Regions from separate parts of the Sus scrofa genome. Here region 1 is linked to region 2. A link is a contact called in public Hi-C data. All regions are on one chromosome and are shown on one strand. The core of a region is the stretch at or near the end of the contact, and the rest is flanking DNA. Distances in the headings are between cores, read along the strand shown. Region 1 overlaps ADCY9 (adenylate cyclase type 9). Region 2 holds the start of SRL (sarcalumenin).

Region 1 (7,049 bases), core at 2,910-5,409, 200 kb before region 2:
GCTCAGTGGGTTAACGATCCGGCGTTGCCGTGAGCTGTGGTGTAGGTTGCAGACACTGCTCGGATCCCGTGTGGCTGTGGCTCTGGCGTAGGCCAGTGGCTACAGCTCCAATTCAACCCCTAGCCTGGGAACCTCCATATGCTGCGGGAGCGGCCCAAGAAATAGCAAAAAGACAAAAAAAAAAAAAAAAGAAAGAAAAAAAAAAGATATGTGATCTAATCTCAATAAAGCTGTTGTTGAACAAACTAGCTGCTAACCCTCCGGCAAACACTGAGCCAAGGTCCTTGGGGAAGGGGATGGGGAAGGCAGCCTTACAAGCTGCCCCCCAAAAGCAGGCAGGACAAGCAGACGGACGTGCTTACAGCCCCAGCCATGCTTAGGCGTTTGCAGGGACGAGCTGACCTGGAAAAGACGAGGCGACTCTACGGATGGGACAGTTCATGTGGGGACAGAGCCAGGAGTTCACGGTAACTATTAACGGACTAGCCTCTCAGGTCGCCCACCTCGGTCGTGTGCCTGTAACTTACAGTGCAGCCACTGCACGTCCACAGAAAAAGAACTGGCAGGTAGAGGAGAGAGGGCGAGGCTTTCGTGTCTCTCAAACCAGGGTTCAAAGCCCTTCTGGATCCGACTCATTTGGAGACCCCTATTCAAGACCCTCCCCTCAGCTCTCTCCTGTGTGCAACGAGAGTGGGGACACTTTTCCTGAGGACGTGTCGTAAGGAGGTCAGGAACACACATGTAGGTGGCGTGGCGTCGTTCCTGGCACTCAGTGCCTCCTTCATAAATGTACTCTGATGACTCACGTGACCCAGCCAACGGGGAACTGTCACTGAGATAGCGACTGACAGCATCGGGGGAGAAGATGGTGCAGCAGGGGCACTCACGAGGCCTCACCGCCAATCTCCGAGCAGCAACAACTGCAAAGCACTGCAGTAGCTGTGGGAGGCTGGGTGTTGGCACAGAAATTTTAAATAAACGTCACTTAGCACCTTAGGGCAAGGATATAACTCAGGTCGCATCCCAGGTTCGATTTCAGGCCCACACTGTATTAAATAAAAGAAACAAAGATTCTAAAAAGTTGTGTAATTTGGGAATCTGATGCAACACACACGTTAAATCTGAAGGTTCATACGCATTCAAAAGGTGAAAATATACATACCAAAGAGCTGGCCAAATCAGGCAATAGCCTCTAAAGTTGCCCACCACTTTAGAGGCGTCCGATCAGATTTTACCTACGTAAAATCTTATCATCTTTTACCTATGTAAAAGAAAAAGCTTATGGTTCTTAAAAAATGGGCATTATTAACAAGGGCAAGATGGTCTAATTGTCAGTAAAAATTATTATAAAGCACCCCTTGGCACTGACTCAGTTGAACTTCAAAACATGTTGCCAGTGGGGCTAATGATCTTCTCAAATGGGAAAAAAAACAAACAAACAAACCAATGCCATGTACATGGAGTGACCCCTGCTCCCGCCTCCAGAGAAGAGTGTGTGTGGCCACGTGTCAGGCCAGTAAGATTTCCAGGGTCCTCCCTAGCTGTAGGGGGCTTGGGGTGGGGGGGGGGGGCGTAAATGGCTTTGGTGGTGGCAGTGGTGGGAACTTGCTCCTCTAGGGAAACACAGCCTGTAGCCTTTTTAGAGGCCAACTGGTGGCCCAGGAATGGAATGGATACAGTGTGGGGTGTTGGGCTGGTTTGAGAGGCTCTGAGTCAAACCCTTAGGGTTCAGGGCCTCTCTGATACCAGTCTTGTAAAGACCAGATGGAATCCTGAACAGAATCGCTCACTACTTTTTAAACATTAACTCTAGAGAAGTGTAACAGTGACTAAAGGTGATTGCTTTGAGAAGATACATAGACGGTCAACAGGCACATGAAAAGATGCTCAACATAACCAATTATTAGAGAAATGCAATATGACACATATATTACATTATATGTTACATATTACATTACATATATATATAATGAAATACTATTTGGCCAGAAGGAGAAAGATAAATACCATATAATATCACTTCGCTGTAGAATCTAACCTATGACACAAATGAGCTTCTCCATGAAACAGAAACAGGCTCACAGACCTAGAGAACAGACCTGTGGGTCTCCCCAGGGGGGAGACAGGGTGGGAAAGGGATGGACCGGGAGTCCAGGGTGAGCAGGATGGGTAAACAAAGTCCGACTGCAGAGCTCAGGGAACTGTATTCGATGTTCCGTGTTAAACCATAAGGGAAAGGAGTCTGAGAAAGAATATGCATATGTGTATATGTGTAACTCACTCATTTTGCTGCACGGTGGAAATTAACACAACATTGTAAATCGACTACCATGAATACATATATATTTTTAAATAAAGGCACTGGCTTTGAAATCAGACTGTCCTGGACTGAATCCTGGTTCCGCCACTTAGTATGCGAATCACTCTGAGCCTCAGTTTCCTCCTTTGTAAAACAGGATTACAGCTCCCTGGAAAAATCATCCTAAGCGCAGAAAGAGGACATGCACGCAAAGCCTGCCAGAGGCATTTCAGGTCAGCTCTAACCCCCTGGCACTGGCCTCCTCAAAGGTGGAATTGAGAAGGGTGATGAGGCCACGTTCTGGCCTGGGGGAGGGGAGCGTGGGGACTGGTGACATCCACCTCGGGAGAGGGCTGGCACGAGTGAGTGTGCACGGACCAAGCTTGGCTCCGCACACGCCTGATGTGTTGGCAAGTGCTCCGTAAACGCTGGTCCTGAAACTTCCGGTCACTGTTCTCTCTGGTTCTGAAACTGCTGCCTCTGGTCATTCGAAGTCCTTGGTCACAGCCACTGCAAGTCCACTCTTGCCCAGCCGCTTATTTTTAGGTATCTCTCTCTCTTTTTTTTCTTTTTAAGCGCTGCACCTGTGGCATATGGAAGTTCCCAGGCTAGGGGTCAAATCCCAGGGTAGGGGCCAGCCTACGCCACAGCCACAGCCACAGCAACCCTGGATCCTTTCACTACTGAGCGAGGCCAGGGATCGAACCCACATTCTCATGGATACTAGTCAGGTTCTTAACCCTCTGAGACATGACTCCCAAAGTCACTGTTCTAATGACAGCAGCTGCTGTGGCTTGGAAGCGCCTTGGAGCTGAGGACATGTCAACAAAGAACATCAGGTCCTTACTCACGCGATGTCCGCAGCCTCGCAGGCCTGCTCTCCATAAATCCCCGAATGGAAACTGCGAGGCAGGAGTGACCATCGATGGCAGGGGTCGACTTCTGGCCTGGCCACCAGGCAGCCTCTCTGGCCTCGTTTCTGGGCACGGTAGGGCCTGGGAATAAGCCTGGCGCTTTGGTCTCCTCTGCCTTGTTCCCGTGAAGGGACCCCGGCAGTGATGACCCCTCCAGCTTCCTTTAAGTGGCACCAGTGGATCCTGGAACCAAGGGAAGCTTCACCAACACCAGCTCTGGCTCCTAAGACAGAGGACTCTTGGAGCCAAGGCGTGTGCTGGCCGCTGCCTGGGAGCCCAGCATCCCCCGGAGCAGCCCCAGAGCCGGTGCCGTGTCCTCCAGGAACGGCACGGGCTCTGCCGAAGATCACGGCTGTTTCTCCAACACACTTGGGAGCGCCTGCATTTGCTTTTAACACCTTCCAACACACGTACCCTACATTCTGTTTGGCATACATGGCACAGAGCTCTCAAACAGTTCTTTCTTCCAGGCTATTTCTCTTGACAAGAGAAATCATTTCTAAGCCAACAGCTGTCCTTTCTCATAACTGTCAAGGGAGGGAGCAGGGAAATCTCTTTTCCGAGAAAAGAGGCGGAAACAACATCAGAAAAGTTCTGCTTTGCCTGTTCGATCTGCGGAACAAGACTGCTTAGCGAGCTGTCCCAGGACCAGGGGAGGCAGACCCTGCTTCCCAAACTCAGAACCCAGGTTGAAACCGGCGGATGGGGCAACAGTGGCAAATACGACTTCCTGAGGTCCCTTCTGGCTTCCAAGCTCTTTCCTGCTTTACTCTGTGTGCTCCTCAAAAGCACCTGGGAAGCAGCGTGATCAGCCCACTTAACACAAGAGGGAACGGAGGCCGAGAGAGAAGGCGCTAGCGAATGGCAGAGGGATGCTGGAGCCCGAGCAGCACCCCTGCCCTGGACCCCACCTTCACACGTGACTCTCCAAGGAACAGGAGCCACCCAGGCCGCGACCTGCCCCGGGTGAGCCAGGCATGCCCCCTGGGCTAGTGGATCAGGCACAGGCATGCATACTCCTAAACAGATGATTTCTGCTAACAAAAGCCTACAAAAAGTAGAAGCCAAGTATTAGAGGAAAAGAGAGGCAGTAATTATTACAGAGCAAGAAAGGCATCCAGAAGCTGTAAGAACAGAAGGCAGACAGCCCGAGAATGCTAGAGACAGAACAACAAACAAAGCACACGTCTGCAAGACGCCGGCACAAAGTCACCAGGTCACGGAGTGCAGAGCAGGGGACCACGGCTCCGGCTCCTGAGCCCTCAACGACAGCCGAGGTTAATGACCGAGGCTGATGGGCAAGGACAGTGTCCCCACGCTGCCGTGCCGTCTCATCAGAAAGTCAAAGTCAGGAAATATTTGGTACTGGGGGAAATTTCTTTTTTCTTTTTTCCTTTTTGTCTTTTTAAGGTCGCACCTGTGGCCCATGGCGGTTCCCAGGCTGGGGGTTGAATTGGAGCTGCAGCTGCCAGCCTCCACCACAGCCACAGCAATTCAGGATCCCAGCCGAGTCTGTGATCCACACCACAGCTTGTGGCAATGCTGGATCCTTAACCAAGTGAGCAAGGCCAGGGATCCAACCATCATCCTCATGGATCCTCATCGCGTTCTTAACCTGCTGAGCCACAGTGGAAACTTCTGGGAAGATGTTTTTTATGTGCAACACTGCACTACCTGATGCCAATCACCTGAGCTGTCCCTCCCTTTCCAAGTCACGTGTCACACAGAATGTAACCATAACAAGTATATTTATATCACATCACAAATGTATAGAAACAAACCAAAATTTTTATACACACATATTAAAAGGTTTTATTTTGAAACAATTTTGGACTTAGAGTGGGAAAGACAGTTCAGAGAGTACCCCGCACAGCCACCTCCAGCCTCCCCACCCCTGACACGGCCACCCCCGGCCTCCCTCTCCAACACGCCCCCCCACGGCCCCCACCAGTCTCGCCTCATGTTAGCCTCTTATACTAACTGTGGTCAGTTATGAAAACGAAGGAGCGAACCTGGACTCCGTGCTACGAACCACACCGGGCCCCTCCCAGACGTCCCCTTTCTGTCCTGGGAGCTCACGTGCTTGGAGCGCTGTGTCCCCTTCGTCTCCTCCTGTCTGGGACAAGGCCTGAGCCTTCCCTTGTCTTTGGCGGCCCTGTCACTTTTGAAGTGTCCTGGTCAGGCATTCTGTAAACTGTCCTTGAATTTGGATATGTCTCTTTTCTCACGAGTGGACTGTGCTTTAGGATGAGGGAAGGACCCCACAGAGGTGACAGGCCCTTCTCTGCATATCACATGGGGTGTGGGGGCAGGAGGCCAGTCTTATTACTCCTGCTGCTAACCGCAGTCATCGGGTGACAGGAGGCCCTGCTGGATCTTCCACTGTCCAGCAACGGTTCTCCCTTTACAGTGAATGAATCTGGGGGGCGGGGGGGTTACTTGGAGGCTGTGCAAGTGCCCTGTTTGTCCTTAAACTTTCACCCACTGATTTCATTTTTTTTTTTGCTTTTTAGAGCCATACCTGAGGCATATGGAGGTTCCCAGGCTCGGTGTTGAATCGGAGCTACAGCTGCCTGCCTACACCACACCAAAGCAATGCAGGATCCGACCACAGCTCACGGCAGCGCTGCATCCTTAACCCACTGAGCGAGGCCAGGGATGGAACCCGCCACCTCATGGTTACTAGTCGGATTTGTTTCTGCTGCACCACAACAGGAACTCCAACCCATTAATTTTAGAATTCACCCATGGATCCTGCCTATAGCAGTTACCACGGCGACGCTCTAATGGTGATTTTCGCTCCCTACTGCTTCCTGCACCTCTAAGCTGGAACTCCTCTCTAAAGAAGAGTTGTCGGGAGTTCCCGTCGTGGCACAGTGGTTAATGAATCCGACTAGGGACCATGAGGTTGCGGGTTCAGTCCCTGCCCTTGCTCAGTGGGTTAAGGATCCGGTGTTGCCGTGAGCTGTGGTGTAGGTTGCAGACACAGCTCGGATCCCGCGTTGCTGTGGTTCTGGTGTAGGCCGGTGGCTACAGCTCTGATTCAACCCCTAACCTGGGAACCTCCATATGCCACAGGAGCGGCCCAAGAAATGGAAAAAAAAAAAAAAAAGAAGAGTTGTCAATTTATAGGTTGTGTGCTTTCTCCTAATTGAAGGAAACACACACATGACTAAAAATACAGATGGAACTTGAAAAGTCCTTTTTCTCTCTTTCTCCCTCCCTTGCTCTCTCTCTCTTTCTTTCGTCTTTTAGGGGCCACATGGTTGGCATATGGAGGTTCCCAGGCTAGGGGTTGAAATGGAGCTGTAGCCACCAGCCTACACCACAGCCACAGCGACGCCAGATCTGAACCGCATCTGCGACCTACACCACAGCCCACGGCAATGCCATCTTAACCCACTGAGCGAGGCCAGGGACTGAACCCGCATCCTCATGGATGCCAGTCAGATGCGTTCCTGCTGACCCATGAATGGGAACTCCAAAGAGTCCTTTTTTAAAAAACTTACTTTACATTCACATTTCAGAGCCAGCATTCAGATTACCTTTTACTTTTTTTTTGTCTTTTGTCTTTCTGGGGCCGCACCTGCCTCAGCATATGGAGGTTCCCAGGGGTCGAATTGGAGCTGTAGCCAATAGCCTACACCACAGCCACAGCAATGCCAGATCCGAACCACATCTGCGACCCACACCACAGCTCACAGCAATGCTGGATCCTTAATCCACTGAGCTGAGAGAGGCCAGGGATCGAACCCGCGCCCTCATGGGTACTAGTCGGGTTTGTTAACCACTGAGCCACGACGGGAACTCCATTACTCTTCACTTAACTGGAGAGC
Region 2 (7,208 bases), core at 4,339-6,838:
CCTTGCTGGGGGTCGCATTCGGCCCCCTTCACTGCAGCATCTGGCTGGAGGGGCTGGTTCACCAACAGGGAGAGACCAGCGTTCACTGTGATGAAAAAGCCAATCCACTGGCCATCTCCTGGCCCATCTCGGCCTGGACTGGAGACCAGCCTCTGGTCTGGGCCGAGCCATCGGACCACATCTCAGGACAGCCCGCCTCCCGCTCCTTCTTGGACAGACAACCTGGTTCCTCCCCCTCCGTGGCCCTCACCCCAGTCTGTAGCAACCCCCCAGGAACCCCCTCCCGAGTTGGGCTCCCGGGCAGGCACCGGGCTGCTGAGAGGGCCTCGAATGTGCGGTGTCCCTCTGAGGTCTCCGCAATGCCATGGCACGTGTCCCCTCAGTCCCACTTGGTCACCCCTCCCCGTGGCGTGTGCCAGTCTTTCCTGCTCCACCGCATCCTCCGCATCGGCCCAGGACTCGGAATCTTCTCTCTCCCTCCCCAAACCGCCTGCTTCCTGTCCCGCATCCCTTGCAGACTTAACGTGACAAGTCTCACTGTGTGGAGGTACCGCCTCCGAGTCCTCGCTGAACACCTGAGCCGGGTGTGACTGTCCATGGCCTCCTGGTGTCCCAGCCCATGCCTCACCGTCCTCGGCTTCTCGTGGGACGGAATCCTCTCTGGAAGGCACCCTTCCCGTCGGCTGCCAGGTGACGCCTCCTCCTGGACCTCTTCCTGAAACCCATCCTCCTCCTCCTGCTCCTCCTGCTCCCATCCCCAGGAACCGGACCTTGAAGCTCACCTTTTCCTCCCCCTGCAACAGCTTCCTTGGCCACCTGGCAGCCTCGGCCTCATCTTTACACAAACAGATCTCACTTTTGCATCCCCAGACCTGGCTTTCCTCCTAAGCCAACTACCTCCATCCGGGTGCCCCCCAAATTCATAATGACCCCATGTGAACTTTTTTTTTTTTTCTGCTGTTTACAGCCGCACCCATGACATATGGAGGTTCCCAGGCTAGGGGTCCAGTCAGAGCTGCAGCTGCCGGCCTACACCCCAGCCACAGCAACGCTGGGTCTTCCACCCACTGAGCAAGGCCAGGGATCAAACCCGCAACCTCATGGCTCCTAGTCGGACTGGTTTCCACTGTGCCACGACAGTAACTCCCCCCAGGTGAACTTCTAAAATCAGTTCTTTTATGATCCTGCTCTTTTTTTTTTTTCTTCTTCTGGCAAGATCAAGCCTGCCATGACCTACACGGTGTGGGCGAGGGCTCCTCCTGCCAGCAGAGCCCCCAGCACCACGGCTGCCCTCCTCTCCGGCGTGCTCTCCCTCGCCCAAGTTCATGCCCTGGCCTACTCCTCCCTACGAACAACTGCCAAATGGATTTTTCCAAAGCCCTCCACGCTGATCCCCCCCACACACACACACAGAGCAAAGCTCCCTCCTCAGCCCAACCCTCTGGGCACCTCACACTCTGCCCCAACCCGGCCTTCCAGATGCCCCGCAACCCCCACCTCCCTCGGCTCCAGTGTGCTCCCCGGGTCTCCCCACAGCTCCCAGCTTCCGACCGCGTGCGTGTGCTCAGCCGCTCCCCTCACAGGCAGTTCTCTTTCTGAATCCTTCTCTCAAGTAGTCCCTCGCCTGCAAAACATTTCCTGACCCCCTGAGTTAAACACAACGTCCTCACTCCCCTCTGGCGCACGCACTTGACCCGTCCCTCCCTCCGGACAGGTGTGCGTCTTGTGTGCATGTGTCCGGCCCAGGGTGGATGCTGTCCCAGGTCCCCCTGGACCGAAAGCGTGCAAAGAGAAAACACCTTTCTGAGTTCCCTCGGCACCGCACCTACAAAGCAGTAGGGACGCCGGAGATCGGGATGGATTGATGAATGACGGCAGCTGTCTGAGGGACCGCCCAGCAGGATTTAAACAGAAGGGGCTGCGGGTCTGGATTTAGGTGGATTTGGAGTGGGGTTTAGCACCCCGGCGTCCCGCAGGGGCCAGCAGCACCCATTCCCCTCCTCCAGCGTCCACCTTCCTTCCAGGTCCGGAGGCACGAGATACCATCCCCACGCCCTGGCCCCGGCCCCTCGACCAGGTCAGGGAGGAACAGCCCTCTTCCTCCCGGTCCCCGCGGTCCGGCTCCTACCCCGCCCACCACACCGAAGTGAGCACCAACGGGCCAGCTGGACGCCCCCGGCCTCGTCTGCACCTGCTCCTGGGGGTGGGATAAGGAGGACTGAATTCCAGCTCTAGCCCTGGCACTGCTGTTTGCGCCTCACTGTCACACCCAGGCAGGAGGCGAGGGCAGCATTTCCCAAACCGTGGTTCCACAGGCCACCGGGCTGCATCCATCGAGCAAATCCCGATCAGCACCTCACGCCCTCGAGGTGGTAGGGCAGCCTACATGCCCCCTACGGCTTGTCCACTGGCAGTGAGCCAGGAGTCACAGCTTGCAGGGGGCTGGGAAGGCTTCCGGGGTCTGCTCTCCCCAGGACCCTTGAGCTCATGACCTTCTCTGAGCCCGCCCCACAATGGCCACGGCAGGAGGAAATGCAGAAGCCACCTCCTGCTGGGTGTTTTGATTTTTTGGTTGGTTGATTGGTTGGGTTTGGGGTTTTTGGTTTTTTTTTTTTTTTTTTTTTTTTTTGCGTTTTAGGGCCGCACCTACAGCATAGGGATGTTCCCAGGCTAGGGGTTGAATCAGAGCTACAGCCTCTGGCCTACACCACGGCCACAGCAACCCAGGATCCGAGGCATGTCTGTGACCTACACCACAGCTCACGGCAACAGCAGATCCTTAACCCACTGAACAAGGCCAGGGATCGAACCTACAACCTCATGGTCACTAGTCCAATTCGTTTATACTGCACCATGACAGGAACTCCTGCCTTCTTGTGGAAATAACCACCTGGGGGGAGAGGGAGGAGGGGTCATTTAGAGGGTCCTGAGAGATTCTCCTCTCGCACGAAGGGGCAAATGGGCCCCAGGGTACACCAGCCTCTGGGCATTGGGATGGCAGGTGGGGCCAGAGCAGGCAAGTCTGCAGCCCAGGGCTAGAATGGAGGAAGCGGATGAACAGACTGAGAAGTCCTGTCATCCCCCCACTCCCCTCCCCACCCCCTCTCTGCCTTGAGCAGCAACAGGAAGCAAAGATGTCCTGGATTCAGCCTAACACACACCAGCAGCTTACGCTCAAAGGAAAGTTCCCTCAGCAGCCCCGTCCCAACCCACATGCTCTCTGAGACGAGATGTCCAAGGATCAGAGGTGTAAGTCCCGCCCTGAATCCCCAGGGAAGCGAGACGAGCCCCCCAGGCTGAGGGGCTGGCCTTCAGGGAGGCCAGCAGAGAGAGGGGAGGGGAGGACAGGAAGCCCCAGGTGGGCGAGTGACCTTGAACGTGGCTCTCTTTCCTCTGGGCTTTGGACCCCTCACCTGGACAAGGAGGAGACTGAGTAAACCAGGGCTGTTTTCCCCCGTCCTGTCCCCAGGCCAGGTCCCCGAGATGAAGCGAAGGACCCCAGTGGTTACAAAGGACTGGGGTGGATGGGGGGGCTGTGGAACGCATCACACCCCCACTCCCACCCCCGTCCAGAGGGCCGTGGCCCGGGAAGCAGGAAGCGGACTGGAGAGAGAAGGCTGTCTGCTGCTTGGGGGCGGGGATGGAAGTAGAAACGAGAAGCAGTGGGGTGGGAAGTCCAGGACCAAAGCTGCTGCCTGGAGACACAGTGGCATCACTGGTGGCACATTCTAGGGGAAAACCAACCAATAGGAAGGACTGTGATTATGGGGGTGGAGGCAAGTCGCAATTACGGCTGGAACCCTGGGAGGCGCAGGAGGAGGCTGTCTGCACTGGAGGGGCTATACGACCTACCCCCGACCCACCCCCAGGGAAGAAGCCACCTGCGTGAGCAGGGGCGAGAAGGGCAGGAGCCTTGCACACCAGTGGACAGCCCGTCCCCGGAAGCCAGGCCAGGGGCACACAGGGTCCAGGAGGGAAAGCGCCTGCAGAGAGAGGAGCTTTGCACCAAGCACCCGCCTGCCTCCTTTCCCAACAGCAAGATCCCCCAGGGAGGCCTGTAGAACCTTCCAGAAGTCCAGTTCCCTTGCTGGGAGGAAAGATAAAGGATGCCCCTAAAAGGCTAAAAGTTCCTGGAGCTGCCTGGAAGCCAAGGAGGTGGCAGCTGGGGCTGGGCGGAGCAGGGGAGGGGTGGCCAGGGGGAGAGGGTGGCAGTGGCCCCTGGGCTCAGGATCCAATTACGTGGCTGTTTCCATACTTAGCCACCTGACAGCCGCTTGGAATCCTCGCAGCCCCGGCTGCTGCAGCCCCACGGAGCCCAAATTAACTCAAGGGCAGACAAGGGCAGGGCCCAGCGGCACATGCGAGGCCGGAGCCCCCTGCCTGGGTATCTGACCCCTGAGGGCACGGCTTCTGCTCCTGCCAGACCTCCTGGCTGAGTCTGGGACCTCAAGAAACAGAACCTCAAAAGCCCCATGATCCCCCGTGCAAATGAAGCCTGCAGTCATGGAAAGGCAAAGTGGGGGTCCCAGGTTTCCGGGGATCCCCAGAGCACCCCTGAAGCACCCCTAAGGGGAACTCAGCCCCAGAAGTCTCAGAAACAGAGGTGGCAAAGCGCTCCGGTACCCCCTCCACACCTATAAATAACCCCCACGCTGTAACCAGAGCCACCTCCGCTGCACAAAGTGCTGAGACGTCAAGGAAAAGCCTCAGCCTGCAGACCCCGGCCCTTTCCAGCGAAGCCCCCAGCCTAGCACAGCTGCCCTGCAGGACTGGCACCCAGCCCTCCCCGGCAGGGAGTCCAAGTCGGGCTCCAGCCCGATCCCCAGCGCTTCTTTCCCACCTTGTCCCAAACTGACCCCCATGCTGTCCTAGTGCTCCTGAGCCATGGCCCCCTCCCCACTCATGCAAAGCCAGGCCCCAGCCCGCTCTCCACCAGGTGGGAGGGTCACCTCAACAGCCTCCAGGGGCCACTCCACCTCCGAGATCGGGGTCATCTGTCCAGCCAGGAGGCTCCGGTCTTGACTTTCAGGGTCCTCTTCCACAACATCCAGTAGCCAGCCCTTCTCCCCGACCCCTGGCTGCACCTCTTGGCTCACTGGCTTCAACCCGTCTGGCCTCCCCACGAGCCCCTGACGGCTCTCAGGCCCCTCTGCACCCAGGGCTTCCTGGGTGAGACCAGCTGGGAGCAAGGTCTGCTGTCTGCCCCAGGAGTCACGGAGGGTCACCCTCCAGCTCACGCCCAACCCCCTGCCCCCCGCCCCACGGTAAACGTAAAACCTCAGGGCACGCGGGGGTCGCCGTCTGGCCCGGCTGACGGGGTGAGAGTCGTACCTGCTTGTCCTGGGAGCAGGAGCGAGGCCATGAAGCAGCAGAGCAGGACCAGCGCCCTCATGGTGACTGCCAAGAGAGCCCAGCTGCTCCTCGCCTCTATTTATAGGGCGGGTGGCAGCGCGGGGGTGGGGGTGGTGTGGAGAAGGGTCACACAGTCACTAGGGCAACTGGGCGGACGTGGGATGGCGAAGCAGCGCAGACCCCGGCAGGCTCGCCCTGCCAGGGCGGCGCCAGCTGCCACCCCCGAAGGCAGGGCCCCCCCGGCAGGATTCTCTCCCCCAGCAGCCCCGGGGTCATGTGACAGGGGTCACAGGGCGCGGAGCAGCGGAGAAGAAGCGGGGCGTCCTTTGGCCCAGGTCTCAGAGTCAGGAACTGAATCTTCCCAGGATCTGCAGTAACTTGATCCGAAGACTGGGCCATCGGCAACCTTCACACGCCTCAGTTCTGTGAACCAAGGGCCCACCTGCCAGCCACCGGCACCGTGGTAGCCCCTCCCCAAGGGTCAGGAGGTCAGGAGGGTAGAGCCCGCCCCGCATGACCTCTGAGGTCAATGGCAAGGAGCATCACCTTCCCGGGCCTCGGAGAGGGGAAATGAGAGCGAGGAGGGACATGCGAGGAGGGACATGCGACGGGGCGAGTTAAGCCAGCGAGCGCAGGACGAGCTCCTTCCCGAGGTGCCTGTGCAAGGGGCTCTTTGATGCAATTTTTCTGGAGGGCACGTGACACCCCCGAAAGCCAGCTCTCCAGGCGGGGCGGCCGAGCGAGCTCTGGCTGATCTGGCTGGAGAGGGTGTCCCTGGAGGGTGGTAGTCGGCCTCGGAGGGCAGGGCGAAAGGCAGAGAGGCGTCTTCCGTGTGCTTTACCTTGAAAACAGTTTAATGACTCCAGCAAACAGCCCATTCAAAGTGTAAAACTCCATGAGCGGGTTAAGGATCCAGGGTCCTCACTGCTGCGGCTCAGGTCCCTGCTGTGGCGCAGGTTGGATCCCTGGCCTGGGACTTTCACAGAAGTGGCCAAAAAAAAAAAAAAAAAAAAAAGGTGGAGTTCCCGTCGTGGCGCAGTGGTTAACGAATCAGACTAGGAACAATGAGGTTTGTGGGTTCAGTCCCTGCCCTTGCTCAGTGGGTTAACAATCCGGCATTGCCGTGAGCTGTGGTGTAGGTTGCAGACATGGCTCAGATCCCACGTTGCTGTGGCTCTGGTGTAGGCTGGGGGCTACAGCTCCGATTCGACCCCTAGCCTGGGAACCTCCATATGCCGAGGGAGCAGCCCAAGAAATGGCAAAAAGACAAAAAAAAAAAAAAAAAAAAAAGTGACCGCCTCGATACATGTTGACGTGCAGATCTACACAACCACAATCAAGACAGATGCCTCACTCCCCAGCATTCCCCTCATCCCTTCCCACCTACACCTACACCTGCCGTGGCAACCAAACAGCTGCTGTCACTACACATTAGTCGGCATTTCCTAGATTTCGATAAAAATGGAATCATACCATGTGGGTTTTGTTTTTTTTTTATGTGGCTTCAAACCAGTTGTTCCCTGAACAACCTTAGGCTAGCTACTTAACCTCTCTCGAACGAAGAGCTCATCTCTCTAAACTCAAGTTGAAAACAGGACCTACGACATACAAGTGTTAGGAGGACGACATCAAACAAGCCAAGGAAAGCACGTGACACCGGACCTGGTACGTGAGCCAGGGCACACCAGCCACACTGGAGGTGAGCCTCACACGAGAGAGGACGTGGAGGTTAACTGTGTCACCTTGATGAGATCATGGTGCCCAGCCGTCTGCTCAAACATCAGTCTGGATGTTGCTCTGCGGGTAATTTTGGCCATATATGACAAACCCAGAGCGAACATCATTCTCCATGTGAA

Evidence for each region. A called contact is a pair of places that touch in the nucleus more often than the background predicts.
Region 1: a contact with region 2 is called in a Hi-C map of skeletal muscle, with 3 times the contacts expected there. The contact joins the enhancer-like site here to the promoter of SRL in region 2. A contact is called at or near these places in 1 of 5 promoter capture datasets (liver), 17 of 47 Hi-C or Micro-C datasets (embryonic fibroblasts, epiblast stem cells, fetal heart ventricle and 12 more) and 1 of 2 datasets of contacts at active chromatin or transcription factors (skeletal muscle).

Annotation. Positions count from the first base shown.
Region 1 is chr3:38,268,166-38,275,214 of Sscrofa11.1, reverse strand. All of the region lies in intron 5 of ADCY9 (adenylate cyclase type 9), which reads right to left. Among named protein-coding and RNA genes, the nearest start is that of CREBBP, 120 kb to the left of the region's middle. Within about 2 kb of position 4,159, at least 9 of the 83 cell types and tissues checked have an H3K27ac peak or open chromatin away from gene starts, as enhancers often do. A contact at or near this core is called in fetal liver, fetal skeletal muscle, liver and 1 more, where this site is marked.
Region 2 is chr3:38,071,759-38,078,966 of Sscrofa11.1, reverse strand. It overlaps SRL (sarcalumenin), which reads right to left and starts at 5,588. Exons shown (of 6, transcript XM_021086705.1): 1 at 5,332-5,588. The coding sequence starts at 5,392.